Linked DNA regions of Ovis aries: region 1 is linked to region 2. The links are chromatin contacts, called in public Hi-C maps. All regions are on one chromosome and are shown on one strand. The core of a region is the stretch at or near the end of the contact, and the rest is flanking DNA. Distances in the headings are between cores, read along the strand shown. Region 1 has its middle 18 kb from the start of TMEM94. Region 2 holds the start of MYO15B (myosin XVB).

The links. Hi-C and Micro-C count contacts between places; a contact is called where the count stands out from the background.
Region 1: a contact with region 2 is called in a Hi-C map of mixed tissues, with 3 times the contacts expected there. The contact joins the enhancer-like site here to the promoter of MYO15B in region 2. A contact is called at or near these places in 5 of 16 Hi-C or Micro-C datasets (blood, liver, mixed tissues and 2 more).

The regions. Positions count from the first base shown.
Region 1 is chr11:55,436,212-55,440,951 of ARS-UI_Ramb_v3.0, reverse strand. It overlaps the pseudogene LOC105616430. Among named protein-coding and RNA genes, the nearest start is that of TMEM94, 18 kb to the right of the region's middle. Within about 2 kb of position 1,656, at least 7 of the 54 cell types and tissues checked have an H3K27ac peak or open chromatin away from gene starts, as enhancers often do.
Region 2 is chr11:55,313,867-55,318,597 of ARS-UI_Ramb_v3.0, reverse strand. It overlaps MYO15B (myosin XVB), which reads left to right and starts at 1,363. Exons shown (of 64, transcript XM_042256364.2): 1 at 1,363-3,540; 2 at 3,961-4,024; 3 at 4,191-4,300; 4 at 4,472-4,546. The coding sequence starts at 1,499.

The sequences.
Region 1 (4,740 bases), core at 407-2,906, 120 kb before region 2:
TTTACAAAAAATTTCCCCCAGGAGGGAAAAAGTAAACTGAATTTCTCCTTCATGAAGGAAATTAAATACTAAGAAATAAGATTGTGTAGGGTAGAGTTGAGTTTTGGAAGACCACAAACTCTTACAAAATCTTGTTTTTTTCATCTTCCAAGAACTGATTTTTCCCCCCTTTAGAAGCAATACTTCTTTCAGTGAGAATTCATTTGGTAAGGGAAATTCAAATGTTTATCTTTCAGGAACATAATTTCTCCCCCTAGACGACCTCTTAAACATCATTCTTAACTTGGGAATTAAGAGTTTTATCAAGCAATTGATATTACAATGCCAAATAGAAAAATAGAAAACTGTGTGTTTTTTCTTATTGAGTTTTTTTCTCTTTCCTCCCCAAATCAGGTAAATTTGGTCTTTATCAGTTTTTCAGTTTCTAAATCTTCAACTACACATGAATAACCTGAGCCAGATTGTTCTTCTGCAACTATGGAATAGCCTGGATTCGCCTGGCTGTTTATCAAGGATAAAGAAAACAAAGACAGCTACATATTGTACCTTCAAGTTAAGCCAGGATTTTCCCTTCCAGTCTAGAAGCTGAAAGGGCACGTTTGAATCGACTGGGATCCGGAGGGTGCCGGGGTGCAGGCCGCAGGAATCTGCTCCCCAACCACATGTCCCCTCCCCTCATAAACTGGGCTTAAGCTCTCAGACTGTGGGCAGCGTGTATTGAATGACAAGCTTGGGACTTATTTTCAGTCCTCGACCCACAGCCCATTTATTACCTGAAGTGAGGTGAAGTTGCTCAGTCCTGTCTGATTCTTTGCGACCCCATGGACTGTAGCCTACCAGGCTCCTCTGTCCATGGGATTTTCCAGGCAGTAGTACTGGAGTGGATTGCCATTTCCTTCTCCAGTGGATCTTCCCGACCCAGGGATCGAACCCACATCTCCCGCATTGTAGACAGACGCTTTACCGTCGGAGCCACCAGGGAAGTCCATTTATTACATGATCCTAAGCAAAACCACTTGGCCTGGTTGTCCTACTTTTCGGCCTTCTAGGCTACGGATATGATAAGATGTTAATCAGCTCTGTAGCCCATTTCACAGGGATGTCCTAGGTCATCAGTGAAAAAACGCTCTGTTGTTGTTGTTCTGTCGCTAAGTCATGTCCGACCCTTTGTGACCCCCTGGACTGCAGCACATCAAGCTGCCTTGTCCTTCACTATCTCCCAGGAGTTTGCTCAAATTCATGTCCGTTGAGTCAGTGATGCTATCTAACCATCGTATCCTCTGACGCTCTCTTCTTTTGTCTTCAATCTTTCCAAGCATCAGGATCTTTTCCAATGAATCAGCTCTTTGCATCAGGTGACCAAAGTATTAGAGCTTCAGCTTCAGCATCAGTCCTACCAATGAATATTCAGGGTTGATTTCCTTTAGGGATGGACTGCTTTGATCTCCTTGCTCTCCAAGGGACTCTCAAGAGTCTTCACCAGCACCACAATTCAAAAACTTCAATTCTTTAGCACTCAGCCTTCTTTATGGTCCAACTCTCACCCAAAGGAAAGGTGGCAAGTGAATTCAGGGGTTTATTATGAGAACAGCAAACAGACCTGAGCTTCAGTCCAATAAAGACATTCAGGCAATACTAAAGTTCGTTTGGTTCTGAACAGCGCAGTCACCACACCCATGATACAATCAAAACAAAACCAAGGCAACAACCTGTGACCTGCTCAGGCTTGGGGCTGTTTTCTCCTGAGCCCTGGAGTGCCTCCCCGGGGGCATCTGCTTTCTGAACTGACATTGATCATGCAGTCCTTACTGCGCCAGGGCCACCCTGAGGCTGGCCCCCTCAGGTGCGCAAGGTGGGCTGAGGGGTGCGACACCACTGACCTGACAAAGGATTGTCCAGAGTTCAGCAGAGAGAGACACCTGAAGGGGTGGTCCCAGGTGTTTCCCGCAGGCAAATCCAGCCTGCTCCTTCTTTTTTTCGCTTTTAGTATTTTATTTGGTGATTTGTTTTGGCTGTACTGGGTCTTAGTGATGGTGCGTGGTATGAGGCTTCTTAGTTGTGGCATGCAGACTCCCAGCTGTGGCATGTAGGATCTAGTTCTCTGACCAGGGATCGAACTGCACTGGGAGTGAGGAGTCTTAACTACAGGACCACCAGGAAAGTCCCTGTTCTGATCTTTCTCTAAGGCTGGTGGGTCTTGAGAGTCCCATAGCTAATTTGCTTCCATCTACACATCCTGACTCTGGAAGTGGGACAAGCTCCCTGGGGAGAAATGTCCATCACGGTGAGTGGATGAGCCTTGGTCCTAAGGGGCTGACAGGTGGTTCAAGCCTGAGCTGAAGGGCTGGGAAAGACCTCAGTGGCACTTGATCCCTAAATGACTAATTTTTTGGAAAAAAAGGATATTCTACTTTCGGATATTGACAGCACCTCCAGACACTAACCAGTCACCTCCTAAGTTTCTGCCCCTGATCCAAAAGGACCATAGATAAAAACAGGCAGGTGGATGGGTTCAAATCCATCTCTCCTCTTAGAAAACGAAGTAGCATAAACCTTGTTCGGGAAGGACCTTACAGAGGACTCTGAAACTGGTAATAGTTTTTCCTCTGGAGGCATTTTCTGTCATTTTCAGGCCAACCGCTCACTTCTTGGGTCACCTGGAAGTGATCAGATTCTAGGGTCAGGCAGGTGTCAATTGCGTTAAGACCCTCAAGACTGATATCATCCCCTGGTGGTCCAGTGACTAAGACTCTGTGTTCCCAATGCAGGGAGACTGGGTTTGATCCCTGGTCAGGGAACTAGATCCCACATGCTGCAACTAAGATCCAGGATGGCCAAATAAATATTTTTTAATATATATTTTAAAAGACTGATATAATTTAAGCCAAACTGACCATTTGGCTCAAGGTATTTATTCACTACAGGAGGCTGTATAGTGAAGCGTTTAAGAGCCTGGTTTCTGTACCACATGACCCAGCAATCTCACACATAGATGGCTATCTACCAAAGAAATACACATCCACACAAAAACACACATCCACACAAAAACACACATCCACACGTGTTCATAGCAACACTATTCATAATAGACAAAGAGTGGAAAGAGCTCAAATGGCCACCAGCTGATGAATGGGTAAACAAAATGTGGTCTATCCGCTATATGCTGGAAAATTACTCTATAATGAAAAGGAATGGAGTGCTGGTATATATCGCACCATGGATGAACCTCAGAAACATCGTGCTGAGTGGAATAAACCAGTCACAAAAGATCCCTGGGACTCCCCGGGTGGTTCAGTGGTTAAGAACCCACCTGCCAGGGGACAGGGGTTCAATCCTTGGTCTGGAAAGAGTCCACATGCTGTGGAGCAACTAAGCCCCTGTGCCTCAACTACTGAAGCCCGCAAGCCCTAAAGCCTGTGCTGTAGAGAGTAGGGGCTGCTAGAGAGTAGCCCCTGGTGGCCGCAACAGGAGAAAACCTGCGCACAGCAATGGAGACCTCATGGAACCTAAAATAGACTAAATACATTTTAAAAAGGTCCCAGGCTGTATAATTCCAATTACATGAAATGTCCAGGATAAACAAAGCCGTAAAGACAGGGAGTAGATTAGGTTTACTGAGACTGGGGGAGGAGGTTGGGGACAAATGGAATTGAGTGTTAGGGGCGATGGTGTGTCTTTTTGGGGTGCTGAAATTTTTCTTGAATTGGTGTGGTGGTGCGGCACAACTCTGAACATACTAAAAGCCACTGAATGACACTCATGAATGAGTGAACTGTGAATGACATATGAATTATATCTCAATAAAGCTGTTTGAAAAAAAACAAACAAAACTTGGCCTCTAGAGCCAGACCGCCTGGCTTGAATCCTGCTTGGTCACTTATTAGCCCTGTGATCTGGTGGTAAGCTACTTGGACCCTCTGGGCCTCACTTTTCTGTCCTCTGAACTGGGAATGATAGTATTTCTATCTTCATAGGGTTATTATGAGTTATATAGAGCAGACAGTGCATAGTACATAGTAAACCCTACACAAGGGTTAACAATATTAACCTTGGGTTCACCTAAAGGTTAACTGTTATGATATTATTATCAGTCACATGTGTCTCCCAGGACATCCCCTGGCTGGTTAGGAGACTCAAGTCTCTGTCAGAGGGTGCTTAGAAAGCATGAAGTCAGAAGCAGGTGCATATTCTCGTGGATACTTCATCAGACCTTGGAAAGCCCTTCATTCGCTCATTTGTCAAAGTCATGAATATGTGCCAGGCACTGTTCTAAGTGCTGGGAAAGCAGAAGTGACCAAAATAGATTCAATTTCCTGTTCCGATGAGGCTTGTAGCCTCATGGAGGAGTCAGACAACGAACAAATAAACAAGAAAATATAGAAGATAGAGATCAGTACTCAAAAAAAAATTTTAAGAACCTTCTCTGATGTTCCAGCGGTTAAGACTGCATTTCCAACGCAGGGGGTGAGGGTTGGATCCCTGGCCCAGGAACTAAGATCTCACATGCCTCAAAGCATGGCCAAAAAGTAAAAGTAAATAAATCATTTGAGAAATTTTTTTTTTTAATCGAAAAACTAGTGGGATCTTGACTAGGGGCATGTCAGATGGGGAGTCAGAATCATCCACCCAAGCTGCTCCCAGATTCCTGACTCATATTAACAGAAACTGTCTGAGATAATAGATGCTTACTGTTTTTGAAATACTGAGTTTAGGGGAATTCCCTGGAGCTCCAGTGGTTCG
Region 2 (4,731 bases), core at 114-2,613:
CTATGCCCCTGCAATTCCACTTCTAGGAATTGATTCGGCCTGGACACAGAGGGAATCAATGTTGTCTGTAATTGAAGCAAAAGGTTAGATGAAGGCAGCCTCCATTTCAGTCGTAAAAGTCTGTTAACCTAAAATAATTTTAAGAGCCAATTATTTTACCAGCAACGAATTACAACATGGGACAGCAATTAATGCCAACTACACACACCTCTGCAGGAAGGAAAACTTTTTATAAAGGAAGCTCTCTTATAGAGGAAAAGGGGAAGCTGGGAGAGGCTGTTATAAACAAAAAGTCCATAGGAGGAAACTGGGAGTTTGAAGTATAGCAGGTTTTCATTGGCTTAGTTTAACAGTTTCTCATTGGCTGAGTTATTGCCCGGCAAGGGGAAAAACTTTCTTCCTCCAGCTGCCAGCAGTAAAGTCGTGTCACTTCCTGCCTGAGACCCAAAGTACATTTTTTCCTCTTGGGCTCTATATCGAGGTGAACTGGTTAAGTGTATAAGGACTCCCCCTTCTGGCCTCTGGCCTCCATTTAGTGAGTGTTTCCTTTATTAATTTTTGCACTATCAATAAAGAATTGGTTAAACTCTGGCACATTCATCTGCTGGAATATTACAAAGTTGTAAAAAAAAAAAAGATTTTTACTATTATGAAATCTCCAAGTTAATCTGTTAGAGTGGAGCACCATGAGCTAGAAGAGCTTCCACCTGTTCTCAGAGGGAAAAAGAATACTTGCTTTTCTCTGCCTGGATAGCTCTGGAAGGAAATACAAGAAATGGGTAACCTCAGGGGACAATGAATAGCTGTGGGTCAGGAGTGGGAAACTTTCATCTTCTGGACTACCTGTTCAAAAAAAATTAAATATTAGAGCAACACACACATCTGGGTGCTCAGGAATTTATTGGGGTCCGATTATGTTCCATGACTAAGAAGCATGTACTTACTTTACACCAGTCCGAGGTGTACATTTATGTTTTATGCAGTTTTCTTTAAATTATATTTCACAATATAGAACAATAACAAAATTAACAACCCTCACTGGCTTCTGGCCGTGCACCAAGGTCAGCCTGGTTCCAGCCTCCAAGGGGCTAAGGGAGGAGGGTGGGTCCCCTAGAGGCCCCCAGGACAAGGAGGATGACCCGCACAGGTTCTTTTGGCACCAGCCCCCACCCCGATGCCAAAGTAGTGAGGCAGGAGCAGAGCATGGGCCCCCTCGGTCGGGCCCGGTGCCAGGCTGGCAGCAACTCAGGGCCGCACGGTTGCCCTGTCCACGGCCTTTGTCCGCACCTGCAGCTCTTCTTTCCTGATTGGCCTCCTCGCTATTGTTGGCCTTGGAGGTCAGGACCGGCAGCCACCTGCATTATTGATGCCCTTGGGGGGCGGGTAGATGGAGCCTGTAGCCCCTATTAGCCCAGAGCCCCGTGTGGTGTGCTGCTGAGGGCACGCCTGTGGGCAGCCGGCTCCTGGGGCGAGAAGAGGAGACAGCCACCAGGAAGCCATGGGCAGGAGCAAGGGCAAAGCGCCCCAGCACCTGGAGGGACCCGGGAGGCCCCCCTCGGGGGAGCAGGAATCCGGGTCTGCCAGCGCAGACAGCGTGCCCAGCCGGGGACACCGAAAGGGCCATCGTAAGGCACACAGGGAGCCCAGCGCCGGGCGAGGCCAGGAGCCTCCCAGTGCCCACAGGAAGCCCACTGGAGGGGAGAACGGGGACTGCAGACAAGCAGAGGCGGGGCCGCCGCCGGACGCCGAGGGCAGAGGAGGCAGCGGGCATGCTCGTGGGGGATGCCAGGCTAAGGAGAGCAGCAAGCCGGGGGACGGCCACGGGGGGCGCCTGGAGGAGAAGGGTCTCGGAAGAGGAGGAAGGACACGCCAGCACGACTGCGGCAGAAGGAGAGGAAAACGACGGGGACGCTCGGCTCAGCGGGGCCGCCGGGAGACACCGAGCCTCGACAGGGACACGTCGGGTGGAGACGGGGCCAGCTCCTGCCTGGACAGCGAAGCCCACGAGGCCCAGGAGAGCCGCAGCCAAAGTGGTGGGACCCCAGAGCGGAGGCTCAACTTGGAGCAAACGGACATGGCCTCGGGGGGCACTCAAACCAGTGCAGAGTCAGCGCTGGAGGCACCAGGAGCTCCCCGGAACAGCGACAGGCCGAGCAGCAGCGACGACAGAGGCAGTGACAAGCCCCCCTCGCGGCCCCAGAGCCCAGAAGGATCGTCGGGGGCGAGGCCCCAGGGAGAGACAGAGGATTCCGGGACAGACCCAGACTCGAGTCAGGAGGGGGCCGGGCCGTGCCGGAGCCCAGGAGCAGCCCCAGGAACGACCCGCGAGGCCCTCGAGGCCGGCGAGGCTGACCAGGGTAGAAAAGCCGCAGCTTCCAGCCTCCTCGAGAGCTGGATCCCCCGGAGCTCGTGGGGTTCTCAGGACCCCAGGCAGGGCGGGGATGCAAGGGACGATGGGGTGCAGCCCGAAGCTGAGCCGAGGGGCACCCCGCCCGAAAGAGCCGAGGCCTCGACCGCCCGGGGTCAGCGCCGCCAGATTGGAAATGTGGTGGGGAAGGCGCACGAGGCGGTGGGCGTGAGCGACGAGGGGTCTCGGGGAGACGGGCCGCTGGCCGCCCTAGTGGCGCTCTGCAGGCTCCGCGCGAGGCCCCCGCCAGGCCCTGCTCCCCAGGCCGCCGGTCCCCGCCGCGGCAGCCTCAAGGACCGGCTCGTGCGCGTAGCGCGGGCCCTGGGGCTCCTGCGGTGGCTGCGGCTGCGGCTCCAGGGGCGCGCGGGCGGCGCGCGGGGCCCCGGGACCAGCGAGGGGACGAGCCGCGGGCCGGGGCCGCGCCGCCGCCGTCTAGCGCTGAGCCTGGCGGGCGTCGCGGGGCTCTGGGGGCGACCAAGGCCTCCCCCTGGCGGCGGCCCGAGTTCCCCGCAGGTTGCAGAAAGCCCAGCTCACGATCCATCCGAGGACGAGCACGCGACTCCAGATCCCAAGTTCGCCGTCGTGTTCCCCAGGATCCACGGGGCAGGGAGGACCTCGAGCCGCCAGAGCTCAGAGGAAGGGTTCGCGGACGCCCCCGCCGGGGAGGGGCGCGGTTGGTCCTGTGCGGGGGCGTCTGCGGACAGTGCAGGGCGCAGGGCCAGTGTCGAAGGGGTGGCGGAGTCTCCCCGCGGCTCTCTCGGCCCGAATCCCCACGAAGAGCCCCCCCTCGACGAGACGGGCTCCAGCAGCGAAGCGGAGCCCGAGAGCTTGGGAGCCGCGGCTCCGGTGCATTGGGCGCAGGGCTCTGGCCCTCACAAGGGCCCCGGGCTTGGCACCGAAGCACTGCTGCCCCGACTCACCTTGGAGACCCGCCGGCGGCCGGAGGGGAGCCCCGGCCCCCGCGGGTCCTTGAGGGATCGGTGGGAGCCAGAGGACGAGGTGGAGGAGGCGCTGGAGAGGGACCTGGAGCTGAGCCTCGTGCCCGGCCCGGAGGAACCTCCTCTTCCCGGCGGCGCGGACGGCTGGAGTGTGGGGGAAGGCCTGGAAGACACCGAGGACCTGGCCCGGCTGCGGTGAGTGGGCGCGGTTCCAAACCTGCCCTGCCTAGGTCACACCTTCTCCTATCCCACCCTACCTCCGATTTGTATGGAGGGTCTCCTTCGAAGGGGTTTTGCCATACAGGGTCGTCAGGCTGGAAGGGGCAGGAGAGGGGTGAGAATCCAGATGCCCTTTTTTTCTCTAATTGGCACAAAGCTTCCTTCTGAGTCAGCAGCCTAGTCCTGCCTATTGCGCCCACGGTGGGATCTCTTATTCAGCAGGGGTGGCGGTGGGAGGGCTGTGTTATGGACCGGCTTGGAGGTGGGGGAGGGCTGTGTTATGGACCACCTTGGAGAGGGTGCGCGACTTGGTGGAGGTGTCTCTGCAGCCAGCCGGGGCGCTAACCCAGAACCTCTTTCTGCTCCCAACTCCCCTCTCCACCCCACGCCCCGTAGGCCAGTGTGCGACAGCTCTGTGCTGCTGTGTCTGAAGAAGAGGTTTCACCTGGGCCGAATCTACGTATGGGGGACCCAGCAGGGTGTGGTGGGCTGGCATTCCCTTTCCCCTGGGGTCAGAGGGCCCTCTGGGCACACCCCACCCAGAGTGTCCCCCTCCATCCTCCCTGGGCTGGGTCCCGAACCCTGCTCCCTCCACATTCTGATGAGAGCTTTCACTTTCTTCCCAGACCTTCGGGGGGCCCCTCCTGCTAGCTCTGAACCCCCACCGGGCCCTGCCTCTCTATGCACCTGAGGTCCTAGCCAGCTACCGCCCTGGGAAGACCCCCAACACCACCCCGTATGTGAACTTGCCCCACCAGGCCTCTGCTCCCACCGGGTGGCTACCCTAGCACGTCACACTGACTGAGGTCCAGGGGACTGTGGGCAGGACCTGCCTGCACCCAGGAGACCGCAGGGTGCCCATCGCTGGTAACCTTCTCTCTCATCTGCTTCCACTCTCCTCCCCCAGACACATTTTTGCTGTTGTGGCATCGGCGTATAGCCTGTCTGAGAGCACGGGGCAGGCCACCTGCATCCTTCTGGGGTGAGTGGTGGCTGAGCCCTCAGGCCACGCTGAGGGCCAGGAGGAGGGCTATGTGAGGTCTGTATCGGAAACTGCCCGTCCGGTCCACTGCTGAGAAGCAGCTCTGGACTTGCTAAGACCGTGCCCCTTGAACGAGGAGGCATCTTGGGACCTTTTTTTGCTGTTTGGCCTCCTTGCCCTGGATC